Regions from separate parts of the Mus musculus genome. Here all the other regions are linked to region 1. Evidence: chromatin contacts called from public capture Hi-C and promoter capture Hi-C data. All regions are on one chromosome and are shown on one strand. Each heading gives the region's core, a stretch centred on a gene start, on an enhancer-like site or on the middle of the called end of the contact. The rest is flanking DNA. Distances are from core to core; before and after follow the strand shown. Region 1 holds the start of Klhl10 (kelch-like 10). Region 2 holds the start of Gjd3 (gap junction protein, delta 3). Region 3 holds the start of Top2a (topoisomerase (DNA) II alpha). Region 4 holds the start of Cdc6 (cell division cycle 6).

Evidence for each region. Promoter capture Hi-C pulls out the DNA fragments that hold promoters and counts their contacts. Capture Hi-C pulls out chosen DNA fragments and counts their contacts.
Region 2: a promoter capture Hi-C map of liver shows a contact between it and region 1, with 5 times the contacts expected there. The contact joins the promoter of Gjd3 here to the promoter of Klhl10 in region 1. A contact is called at or near these places in 5 of 39 promoter capture datasets (the 3T3-L1 cell line, cranial neural crest, hippocampal neurons and 1 more).
Region 3: a contact with region 1 is called in a promoter capture Hi-C map of stem cell-derived epiblast-like cells, with 4 times the contacts expected there. The contact joins the promoter of Top2a here to the promoter of Klhl10 in region 1. A contact is called at or near these places in 4 of 39 promoter capture datasets (cranial neural crest, hippocampal neurons, liver and 1 more), 1 of 484 Hi-C or Micro-C datasets (B cells) and 1 of 115 datasets of contacts at active chromatin or transcription factors (embryonic stem cells).
Region 4: a contact with region 1 is called in a capture Hi-C map of macrophages, with 6 times the contacts expected there. The contact joins the promoter of Cdc6 here to the promoter of Klhl10 in region 1. A contact is called at or near these places in 2 of 39 promoter capture datasets (embryonic stem cells and hippocampal neurons) and 1 of 9 other capture datasets (macrophages).

What each region holds. Positions count from the first base shown.
Region 1 is chr11:100,440,638-100,443,337 of GRCm38.p6, reverse strand. Klhl10 (kelch-like 10) reads right to left here and starts at 1,414. Exons shown (of 5, transcript NM_025727.3): 1 at 1,114-1,414. The coding sequence starts at 1,307. It overlaps Nt5c3b (5'-nucleotidase, cytosolic IIIB), which reads left to right and starts at 2,240. Exons shown (of 9, transcript NM_001102650.2): 1 at 2,240-2,294; 2 at 2,411-2,509. The coding sequence starts at 2,283.
Region 2 is chr11:98,981,604-98,984,303 of GRCm38.p6, reverse strand. It overlaps Gjd3 (gap junction protein, delta 3), which reads left to right and starts at 1,284. Exons shown (of 1, transcript NM_178596.3): 1 at 1,284-2,700. The coding sequence starts at 1,288. The coding sequence ends at 2,124.
Region 3 is chr11:99,022,827-99,025,526 of GRCm38.p6, reverse strand. Top2a (topoisomerase (DNA) II alpha) reads left to right here and starts at 1,338. Exons shown (of 36, transcript NM_011623.2): 1 at 1,338-1,481; 2 at 2,535-2,687. The coding sequence starts at 1,461.
Region 4 is chr11:98,906,481-98,909,180 of GRCm38.p6, reverse strand. Cdc6 (cell division cycle 6) reads right to left here and starts at 1,380. Exons shown (of 12, transcript NM_001025779.2): 1 at 1,200-1,380; 2 at 351-544. The coding sequence starts at 531. RefSeq lists an enhancer at 2,540-2,700.

The sequences.
Region 1 (2,700 bases), core at 165-2,664:
TTTGGAATTATGGAGGGAGCAGAGTATTAAAAGAACATTTTGTGACACTTTAAAACTATTCAAATTTCAGTGTCCATAAATAATTTGTATTAATCCTGTCTTCTGGGCCCATTTTTTTCTTTTTCTTTTTTTTTTTTTTTAATTTATTTATTTATTATATGTAAGTACACTGTAGCTGTCTTCAGACACACCAGAAGAGGGAGTCAGCTTTCATTACGGATGGTTGTGAGCCACCATGTGGTTGCTGGGATTTGAACTCAGGACCTTTGGAAGAGCAGTTGGGTGCTCTTACCTGCTGAGCCATCTCACCAGCCCCCTTTTCTTTTTTTTTAAGGCAGGGTCTCACCTATGTAGCCCTGGAACTCCCCATGTAGACCAGGCTGGCCTAGAACTCCCAGAGATCTGCCAGCCTCTGCCTCCCAAGTACCGGGATTAAAGACGGACAGAAACATCCTGGCCTTGTTTGGCAGTTCCTGATAGAAAGGCAGAGGTTGAACGGTTGCCAGAGTACATGGCCCGCTGAGCTTAAGCTATTTAACATCTTGGAGCTGTAGAGATGGGTCTCTTTTCAACAGAACACGAGGTTCCATGCCAAACACCTACATGGTAGCTGACAACAGTCTGCAATGCCTGTCCCAGGGGACCCAATGTCCCCTTATGGCCTCTTCAGGCGCATCATGTATGTGGCCCAGACAGACATACATGCAGGCAAGATATCCATCTATAAAATAAATGAATAAATACAAACTTTAAAAAAAAGATATTTACTATCTTCCTGTTGTTGTTGTTTTGGTTTTTTTGTTTGTTTGTTTGTTTTAGAAATAGATTCTCTATAGCCCAGGCTGCCCTTGAACTACTGATTCTCCTGCCTCAGCCTCTCCAGTTGCTGGGATTACAGGCCTGAGCCACTATGCCTGGATTATAAACTGGTCCTTTCGGAGCCTTATCTAGAGTGTAGGATCAGGTCTGTCCAACTTTTTTTTTTAACGCTGCAATGGCATGCTGTCAACCTACAAAGCTTAGACTTGAGAACAGCTCAAACCAGTTATAAACAAACACAGAGCCTCAGTGATGGGAGACACGGCTCAGCTTCCCCCCCCCCCTCCGGTGTACCTAAAGTAGGAGCTGCAGCTACAGAGGATGTTCTTGTGGGCATTGAACTCGAAGCCATTGACTTTGATGACCACGTCGCAGAGCTTGCCCTCAAGCCGGAGCTCGTTGAAGATCTCACAGGTCATTGCACTCATCTTTCTTTCCATGTGAGGCTGGTGGAACCGGGTGGAGGCAGCGGTGCTCTCCATCTCCATGGCTCCTTGGGACCAGGGGAGAGAGGCTGCTCTCCTGGGGTGTTGGGGAGGGTTATGGGGGGCCCCTTTAGCCAGCTGTCGCTCCTTTTCCCTACTACATCTTTCATATAGGGACCATCAGGCAGCCCAAGTTCCAGAATCCTGGGCAGTGAGATCACTCAGGATTGTGCTCTCAGGTTCTGGAACCCCCTTCTTGCCCCTTCTTTTCCTCCCCCTCCCCCCAGAACATACAGGTAGACCACCCCACATCTCTTTCCTCGACCTCAGACCTAGGGCAGAACTGTGACCACCAACACAATTGAGCCTTTACTGAGTCTGCTGCTTGTTGCATCTTCAGGTTGGGTCCCCACCTCCCTGCAGCATCCTTCCAAAGCTCTCTCTGGGCTCCCCATGGGTGCAGAGGCAGAAGCAGAGCTGATCAAATATCATGCTGGCCAGGGTCTTCCAGCCCCTGAGATGCCTTACTGCCTTACTTTGCTTGTGGTGCTGATGAAGAGCCAGTTAGGGAAGTGTCTCCTGGATACACCCCCTGTCCAAAATGCACTTGAATACCTAGTGGGTTGTTCTTTGCAATGCAGGGGATGAAATTCAGGGCCTCATACCTGCAGGCAAGAACTCTCTCACTAAGCAGTGACCCCCAACCCCAGTAAAGATTGCATTTGTGTTCCAGAAAGAGTGAGTGACAGGCGCCCATACACACCAAAGCCTCATGACAGCCAGCCCACATACAGGACCCCAGCGTCTTGGTACTCCCCCCCCTCGCCCCCCAACGTTCCCCCACCCCCACACACAGTAGACCATCTTCCCCCACACACCCCCGCACTCCCCACTCTTGCTTCTCCTGCCAGTATCCGGAGCCAGCCTGGAAACGGCCTGCAGCTCCTAGACCGACGCGACTAGTGCGAGGCGACGCCTGCGCAGTGTGGCTGTAAGGCGGGCGCTGTCTTCGGGGCCGCCCACCAGGCCAGCGGCGTGATGGCGGAGGAGGTGAGGCCACGGGCGGGGACGGTCCCGCGTGGCGGGATCGCGGGTGCGGAGAGACCCAGCTGTCCTGATGCCCATCGCGGCTCTCGGGTCAGCGGGTCTCTTGGGTCTCACGACAGGTAAGCAGCCTGATGAAGGCCACGGTCCTGATGCGGCAGCCCGGACGGGTGCAGGAAATTGTGGGCGCCCTTCGCAGGGGCGGAGGAGACCGCCTGCAGGTACCGGGGCTTGGGGTAGGGCGGGAGGGTGCCTGCCCTGCGGCCTTCCCGCCAACTGGGGTTCGCGCTCTGCGAGCCTGCGCCCTAGGGTGGTCATGGACAAACAGATTGGTTCACCTCGGGAAAGAGCCTACCTCCCCCAGTAGCCAACTTTCAGAGTAGTCAGATGTGACCCTTTTCCTGCCGCTTGG
Region 2 (2,700 bases), core at 35-2,534, 1.5 Mb after region 1:
AGCTGGCTCAGGTGACAGACCAAGAGATCTTAGCCCAAGTGACCTACATGGCTCATCCAAGGTCCAATAGTGGCAGAACCAAAAGCCCCCCCCCCCCAAAGCCATATTTGTTGTCCCCTAAAAGCCGAAGTTATCTCCCTCTGGCCCACAAGACCCTTCAAAAATGGGGTCAGTTGGTTGTGGTGGACCTAGTCTTCAGTTTGAGGAGTCTGCCAGGAGATAGGGTTCCCATGATTGATCTCTCTGGCTCCCTCAATTAAAAAAAAAAATGTAGCTCTAGTTAGCCTCCGTCCATCGCCAGATGGAGACATGGCTATGGGATGGGCATGGGGGGTAAGGGATGGAAAGAGAAGGCAGGAAGGACCCAACAAGGGGTGTGGCCCTGGATCTATTTCCAGGGTGGAGCCGGACCACAGGTCACCCTGTCCCTTTAAGAGAAGGGGGAGAGCTAGCCCCTCTCAGCCATACTTGTCCTATCATCCATCCCGGCCAAAGCCAAAAAGGAAAATGAAAGAGGGACCCAGAGGGACAGGTCCCAGCTGTCTCTCAAGGTCCTCCGCTCAGCTCTAAGGCCCAGGTCCCGGGGTAAGTGGGGTTGGGGACATCTAGAGGCCACTAAGGGTCTACAGGGACGGGACGTGGTGTATTCTGTGTGTCTGGGGAGGCTTACAAGAGATGCTTGATAATTGCTATCAGAGAGGAGTCGAGGGGGCTGTGCCCGGTCTCCTTGGCTGAGGTTGGTGAGGAAGGGAAGATTGAGGGCGGGCGAGAGATCCTAAGTTGGAAAAACAGGCTTCTGTGTCAGCTTCCAACCCCAAAAGGCGTTCCCTGCTGCGAGGTGAGAGAGAAAGGAGACAGTGGGGGCTCACCCGGCCTGGCCCTCCCCTTGCTCCCAGGGGTCTCAAACAGAAGGAACGTAGAATTCTAGACTCCAGTAGCCGCTCTTGCTCCTGGCACAAAAAGCCAGGCCAGCAAGGTTGGCCCTGAAGAAGAACCTAGAATCTGGGGAACCTTAGGGTCTCCCTAGCCAAGCAGGCCCAGGCCAGGTGTGCGGGGAAATCCCTCCTCAGCACCCCTCTATGCCCATATGAAGGAATCCCATAGCTGAGGATGGACTATCCTCACACTCTGACATTAACTCATTAAACCCCAGAAAATATTCTTTCCCTGGCGCCCTCCGAGATTGTTGAGGGACGGGGGTGGGGGTGGGGGTGGGGGGTGGCGGGGGACAGGGGGTATTCAGCCCGCCCCAGCCTGTGACTACCCCCTTTCCTCGTCCCCAGCGTCATGGGGGAGTGGGCGTTCCTAGGCTCCCTGCTGGACGCGGTGCAGCTACAGTCGCCGCTCGTGGGTCGTCTCTGGCTGGTGATCATGCTGATCTTCCGCATCCTGGTGCTGGCCACGGTGGGAGGTGCGGTGTTCGAGGACGAGCAGGAGGAGTTCGTGTGTAACACGTTGCAGCCCGGCTGTCGCCAGACCTGCTACGATCGCGCCTTCCCGGTGTCCCACTACCGCTTCTGGCTCTTCCACATCCTGCTGCTGTCGGCGCCGCCGGTGCTGTTCGTCATCTACTCCATGCACCAGGCCAGCAAGGAGGCGGGTGGTGCGCAGCTGGCCCCGCCGTGCGCGCGCGGGCGTGCCGAGGCGCCGTGCTCCCCGTGCGCCCTGCGCGCTCGCCGCGCGCGCCGCTGCTACCTGCTGAGCGTGGCTCTGCGCCTGCTCGCCGAGCTGGCTTTCCTGGGCGGCCAGGCGCTGCTCTACGGCTTCCGCGTGGACCCGCACTACGCGTGCGCCGGGCCACCTTGTCCGCACACGGTCGACTGTTTCGTGAGCCGGCCCACCGAGAAGACCGTCTTCGTGGTCTTCTACTTCGCCGTCGGGCTGCTGTCGGCGCTGCTCAGCGTGGCGGAGCTGGGTCACCTGCTCTGGAAGGGTCGCCAGCGCGCCAAGCTGCTCCCGCCGCCGCCGCCGTCGCCCTCTTTGCCATCGCAGCGCGGGGACCCCGACCCTTTCGGCCCGCCAGCCTACGCGCACCGCTCACCGGCAGGCGACAGCGAGGGCGAAGGCGGCAGCGGCCACAGCAAAGCGTCGCTGGCTACCGTGCGCCAGGACCTGGCCATCTAGCGGCGAGATCGGAGGCTGGATATCAGCACCCGGGTCCTTGGAGGCAGAAGGCTTTGCTTCTGAAAGACTGCGTAGGACCCTGCCTGAGCAGAAGATGAGCAGAGGGGACCGCCAGGGTTCGGGTGGGGGAGGTGTCGCACTTCCTAGTGCTGGTTACGGCAGCCGTGTTAAATCAGGGAGGCTCCTCGGTGCTGTGATCCCTGCGGAAAGGGAGGACGCCAAGGGCTCCCCTGAGAGGCGGCAAACCGGCCGTGGGTGACCTGATTGTTGCACCGGGGACAAAAATCAACAGTGATGGCAACATTCCCAGGTTCCCTGCTAATTCAGAGAAGAGTGGTTTTCCGTGAGCGCTCTGCACACACTCTCTCTGGACACACTCAGATGGGTTGGCTGCTCAAGCATAGTAAACCTCTATGAGCTGTGTGTATTTGCATGTGTATGCTTGTGAGGGTCCGCACATGCGTGTGTCCACACGTATACATCTCCCAAGTGACAGGCGATAGAGACCTGGGTTCATGCCTGCGTGCACAGAAATGTACATGTATGTCCTTGAAGGCTCTGTGTGGATGCATGTAC
Region 3 (2,700 bases), core at 89-2,588, 1.4 Mb after region 1:
GTTAAAACTCTACTCCTTTGGTTTTCCCACCAGCCAGGCCACATTTCTTCATTGGCCTTCTCTTTCACTTTGCCAGCAGGGTTGTTGTTGGACACGTGAAGTTATTTAATAATGGTTGATCTTGGGCGCCTTTTGGAAAGGAAAAATGTTTAAATTTAAGAAATTCCTTGCTGATAATAGCGATTTTTTTGAGGGTGGTGGTGGGGTTAGAGAAAGGGTTTCTCTGTGTAGCCCTGGCTGCTCTGGAACCTGCTCTGTAGACCAGGCTGGCCATAAACTCCAAGATCCACCTGCTTCTGCCTCCCAAGTGCTGGGATTAAAGGGGTGGTGTCGTCACACATAACCAGTTTATATCTACCATTTTTACTTTTAGCACAGGAAATTGAAGCTTCCTCCATCGAGAACCCACCAAGCCCCCACCTCTTATGTCAAATTGAACGGTGCTCTAGACTGCATTATGCATAGAGGGCAAATATAAAGAGCTCTTGTAGATTCCCTCAGCAGCTGACTGAGGGAGAAGTTCCCGTCTCATGAGGGCCTCTCAGCTCCACTGAAGAAGCATGAATGAATCTTTGTATCAGGGGTGATCCACAGGGAGTGTTAGTGCTGCTCGCGATTTTGCTGGCATCTCTATACTCTTCGTGTGTGGCAGCCTAAGACCGCAAGCAGAAGAACTTGCCAGAACTTTGCCAGCATTAACTCAGCGCTTCTCAACTTCCTAAGGTTGCGACCCTTCAACATAGCGTCTCATGTTGTGATGCCCTGCTACCATAATTATTCCATTGCTACTTCATAACTGTAATTTTTTTGCTGCTGTTATGAGTTGTAAGGTAAACTATCTGATATGCGACCCCCAAGAGTCACGACCCACAGGCTGAGAACCGCTGCCTTGGCCAGCCTTGAGGGAGGGATGGCGTTGTTTCCTCGGTCAGGAAAAAAAAAGGAAAACTCATCGCAGGATTAAGACTCTGTAATCTCAACAGATCTGAAATAAAGAATGAGCATCCGTTTTCTAGTTATATTCAGAAGGACGGCTTAGTCAACCACTTTGCACTTCCAAAATGCCTTCCCTCTCTTCAGAGTGTCTCTCAGAGCACATGGACCTTCCTCATTGGTCAGATTTTCTGTCAGTACCACCAACAATTGCTATTGGTCCATTTTGAAGATTCTCCCGCCTTCTTTTACCTAATTGGTTTATTCGAAAAGGCGGTCTTTTGTTCGAATAAAAGACGATCTACGATTGGTTACTGCAAACAGAGCCAATGAGAGCGAGTCGGTGATTGGTTCCTCTGATTTGGGCGGGCTAGATAAAGGTTCAAATGAAACTAGGGAAGCTCTCCTAACCGACAAGCGTCTGTGAGGGGAGCGTCCAGGTCCCGCGTCGCGCGTCGCGGGTCGCCTAGCGTTTCCCGCTGGTTTTGTCGCTTTCCGGATTCTCGAGCCTCTTCAGGACCGTCACCATGGAGTTGTCACCGCTGCAGGTACAGCTCGCGGATGGGGCCGGGTAGTAGAGCCTTTACGTGGCCTCTGCGTTCATGGCTGACGGCGAGAGTTGAGGTTCCAGGGCCGAGCGCTGGCCGGCGACCGGCTGGATCCGGTCAGCCCCATCTTCTGGGCCTTGAGGGGTCGTGGACTGGGTGAAGCTCTTTCCGAAATGATATCTATAATCTAATCTGGGTTCTTGAGTGTTGTGTTTTTATTGTTTGTGGGAGCAGGTTCAACTAGTCCTGCGATCGGTCTGTAGTCTAATGGCTTCTGTGTGACTTCCAGCCGGCTTATACTCGAATTCAGTGGCCCTCTTCCCTTCCCTGGGTGATTTGAATAACTCATCACGGAAGGTGCAGAGCATGGCAGTTCCCATTGAGGAGCTGGCCGACCGAGTGGCTCAAAAAAAGTCCAGTTTCGGGATGTGAATGTAGCCAAGGGTTTGCATTGCTAGCATCCCAACTGCTACGGGTGGATACCATCTGTAATCGGCACGAGCCTATGTCGGCACTCACTAAATATTTTCCCATTAGATGGAAGAAGTTGAGTGTAGTTTATCGATGACATAAAAAATATTACTCAAGGCAGAAATGTCCATACTTGCAGAACTAAAATACCTATTTAAACGGGCATCTGTAGCCAGACCTAGTGGGGCAGGCCTGAAATGGCAGCTGCTCCAGAGACTGAGGCAAGAGGATGCCTTAAGCTATTTAATGGGACTCTCAAAAACAGCAACAGGGGGTGAAAAAAATGGTCTGGGAATTTTGCTCAGTGGTCAGAGCATTTGCCTAGCATGTGCATGCAAGGGGGGGTGGGGGGACCTTGGGTTCCATCCCCAGCATCACGAATACTCAAACCACAGAACCTAATCACAAGGATTTTAATTGACTTGTTCGTTCAAAACTATGTAAACTCTACCAGTACCTACAAGCAGGGGATAGATGGTGATAGAGTGTATGGACTTTATCATTGTTGCAGATATTTTGTTGACCACTTCTGATAAACTTGTGGCTAAAATTAAGTTTATTTTTAATTCCCCTAATGGCTAGCCTGTAAATGAAAATATGCTAATGAACAAAAAGAAGAATGAAGATGGCAAGAAAAGATTGTCTATTGAAAGAATCTATCAGAAAAAAACACAACTGGAACATATACTGCTCCGCCCAGATACCTACATTGGCTCTGTGGAGTTAGTGACCCAGGTAAAACCAAACT
Region 4 (2,700 bases), core at 131-2,630, 1.5 Mb after region 1:
AAACTCAAGAGACCCACCTGCCTCTGCCTTCTGAGTGCTGGGATTAAAAGCAAGCTCACCACCTCCCGGGTTATTTGTTTCCTCTTAATTTCACAAGCACGCAGGCGAGTTCCATAACACTATAACTTCAAGGGAAATGTAAAGGACAGAACTAAGGAAATGAAGATCAAACCTAGGTTCCTTAGCAAATGATCTCTAGTGTACGGCTCAACCGTGAAATTCGGTACACACTTGGCAGCCATTATGAAGGCAAATACAGCTCTGGTTTTAAGAGCCAGGCACCTCAGCATCAAGGCAGGAAAGGCTGAGAGCTCAGTCACAAAGTCGCACTCACAAAGCGGAGGGCTTACCCAGACGTTTTCGGGGACTGAGAGGCAGAAGTTTTACGTCCACACACGGAGTGGTGGGTACAGGCTGGACGTTTCTAAGTTTTACTTCACAATCCCGGGAATTGGGTTTCTTCAGGGTATTAGATAGCTTCTTTTTCGGAAAACCGATGGTAGCTTGTGTCTGGGATCTGGTTTGAGGCATGATGGCCACACAACTGGATACAAAGGAAAATCAGGAGAGCAAAGAGAAAAACACACAGAGCAATATAAATAATTATATTGGGGACCAGCACTCCATAAATCACGTTAACATAGCATTTTTAACATTTAGTTGTGCTTCCCATGCAAATCTATGTAATAAAGGGTAACGTCTGTCTGCCTAGTACGTGTAACATTCCGTTATACACATATTACACACTACAGTCTTACCATACGTCAAATGTAGACACTATTAGCCCTCTCTTAAAGAGATAGTCACAGAAACACACGGCTATCACCCTGGGCACCCTGGGACCAGAAGCCAAGTTCTTACACTTGTATGATGCCAGAAGTCTGTCTCCATTTATTTCTATAATACTTTAGCTCCTTCCCTGCAGACATGTGAGACGTCTTTAGCACTGGTTTGGTTCCAGACCGTCACCTTTAGGCTCTCCCAAGTCCTGGGCAAGGGCAGCTGCGTCCTCTGCTCAAAACTAGCCAGCACTCCACCAAACTCCCGACCCCACCCTACACCGTTTCCTCCCAGCAGCTCTCTCCTTCCCAACGCGGCGTGCTCGAACCGCTTCTAGAGCTCACAACCCCCTCCCTGACCCAGCCTCAGACCCCAGGCGATTTCCCGCTCTCCACCGGCCTTGCTCGGACCAGCCTCACCTCTCTGGACACCAGACCTCGCGGAGCTTTGCACTCTTCAGGGCCGTGTCGCTCAGTGCACACTCCTCGCGTCTCGATCACCACCGTAAAAACTCTCCCGCCACAAATTCTACAGCAGCTGCAAAGTCAACTCGCGCCAAAGCCGCTCTACTTCAGCCTTCTCGTCTCCCGCCAAAGTCCAGCCAGGCTTCTGATTAGTTGTCACTCATCACCACGCCTTCGCCGGTGACGGCCGGCAGCCAATAGGACAGCCCCAGGTCTCAGCGACCACCACGAAGTCACACCCACTCGCCCGGGAGGGCGTTAACTTTTGAGACCTCGGAGGAAAGGCGCGCGTTTACGAGCGCGTCACGCCGTAAAGCCTGGCGGGAAGTGTAGTTTTTTTTTTTTTTTTTTTTTTTTTGCCTCTACGCACATCTACTTCCGTATTTTTATTTCTACTTTGTCCTCCACCCAGCCTCCCCACCGTTGCCTAACGTCCTCATTCTACTGGGCTACCTTTGCTCATCTTATCTGCCAAACATCCCTATTTTCATTATTCTGGTGGGCTAGATTTTAAGAGGGCTACAAGGCCTACTTTTTGGGGGGCGGTCCTGTATGGCATGAAGCAAATGAATGTATAAGGTCACAGAATTTTCTGTGGGGAGGAGCTGATAACTCGAACCAGGGTATTTTTTTGGGGGGCGGGGGGGCAAGTTCTAGACCTATCTAAGCAAACTGACATCATCTCACTATTTGTTGACTTGCGCTTGCTCAGTGAGAAACAAGTGCAACACCAAACGTATAATTTCAAGGTCATACATTCCAAGTGCTGCCTTAACATCCATCTAGCTACACATCATAGGGAGTAAAATTATGTCTCTTTAATTTGAAAATCTCTTATGGCCAAGCACTAGGGTCTGGGACCCAAGGAAAAGAGTTATCGGCAAGGCAAGCTGAGCATTTAATGAAAAATGTAACTAGAGCAGCCATTTGCAGGCAGGTCAGGCTCCAAGGTTACTCGGGTTCTTCTAAAGACCAGAGCCCAATTCTAGGTAATGGTAAAGTCTATGGGATTTTGTTCTTGGTTTGTTTTGTTTTGGTTGTTATTGTTTTCTGAGACTTTTTATTTGTAGCTCTGGCTGTCTTGGAACTACGTAGACTAGGCTGGCCTTAAACTCAAGAGATCTGTCTGGGTCTGCCTCCCAAGTGCTGAGATTAAAGGTGTGCGCCACCACACCTGGCTATAGGATATATCTTTTATTGTCTGATACCAAATAAAACAGACACAAAGCTACAAGTAGGAGCACAACAGCACAATCGCCAGTTACCTCTCATTTCAAATAGCTGGGAAGAGCCAACGTAAGTGTGTGGGTCTGAGCTCGTTATTTTACCTCTATCACCTTAATTAGTCTTTATAAGCACCCGAGGAAGGTTTTTGGTTTTGTTTGGTTTGTTTATTTTTCGAGACAGGGTTTCTCTATAGCCCTGGCTGTCCTGGAACTCACTTTGTAGACCAGGC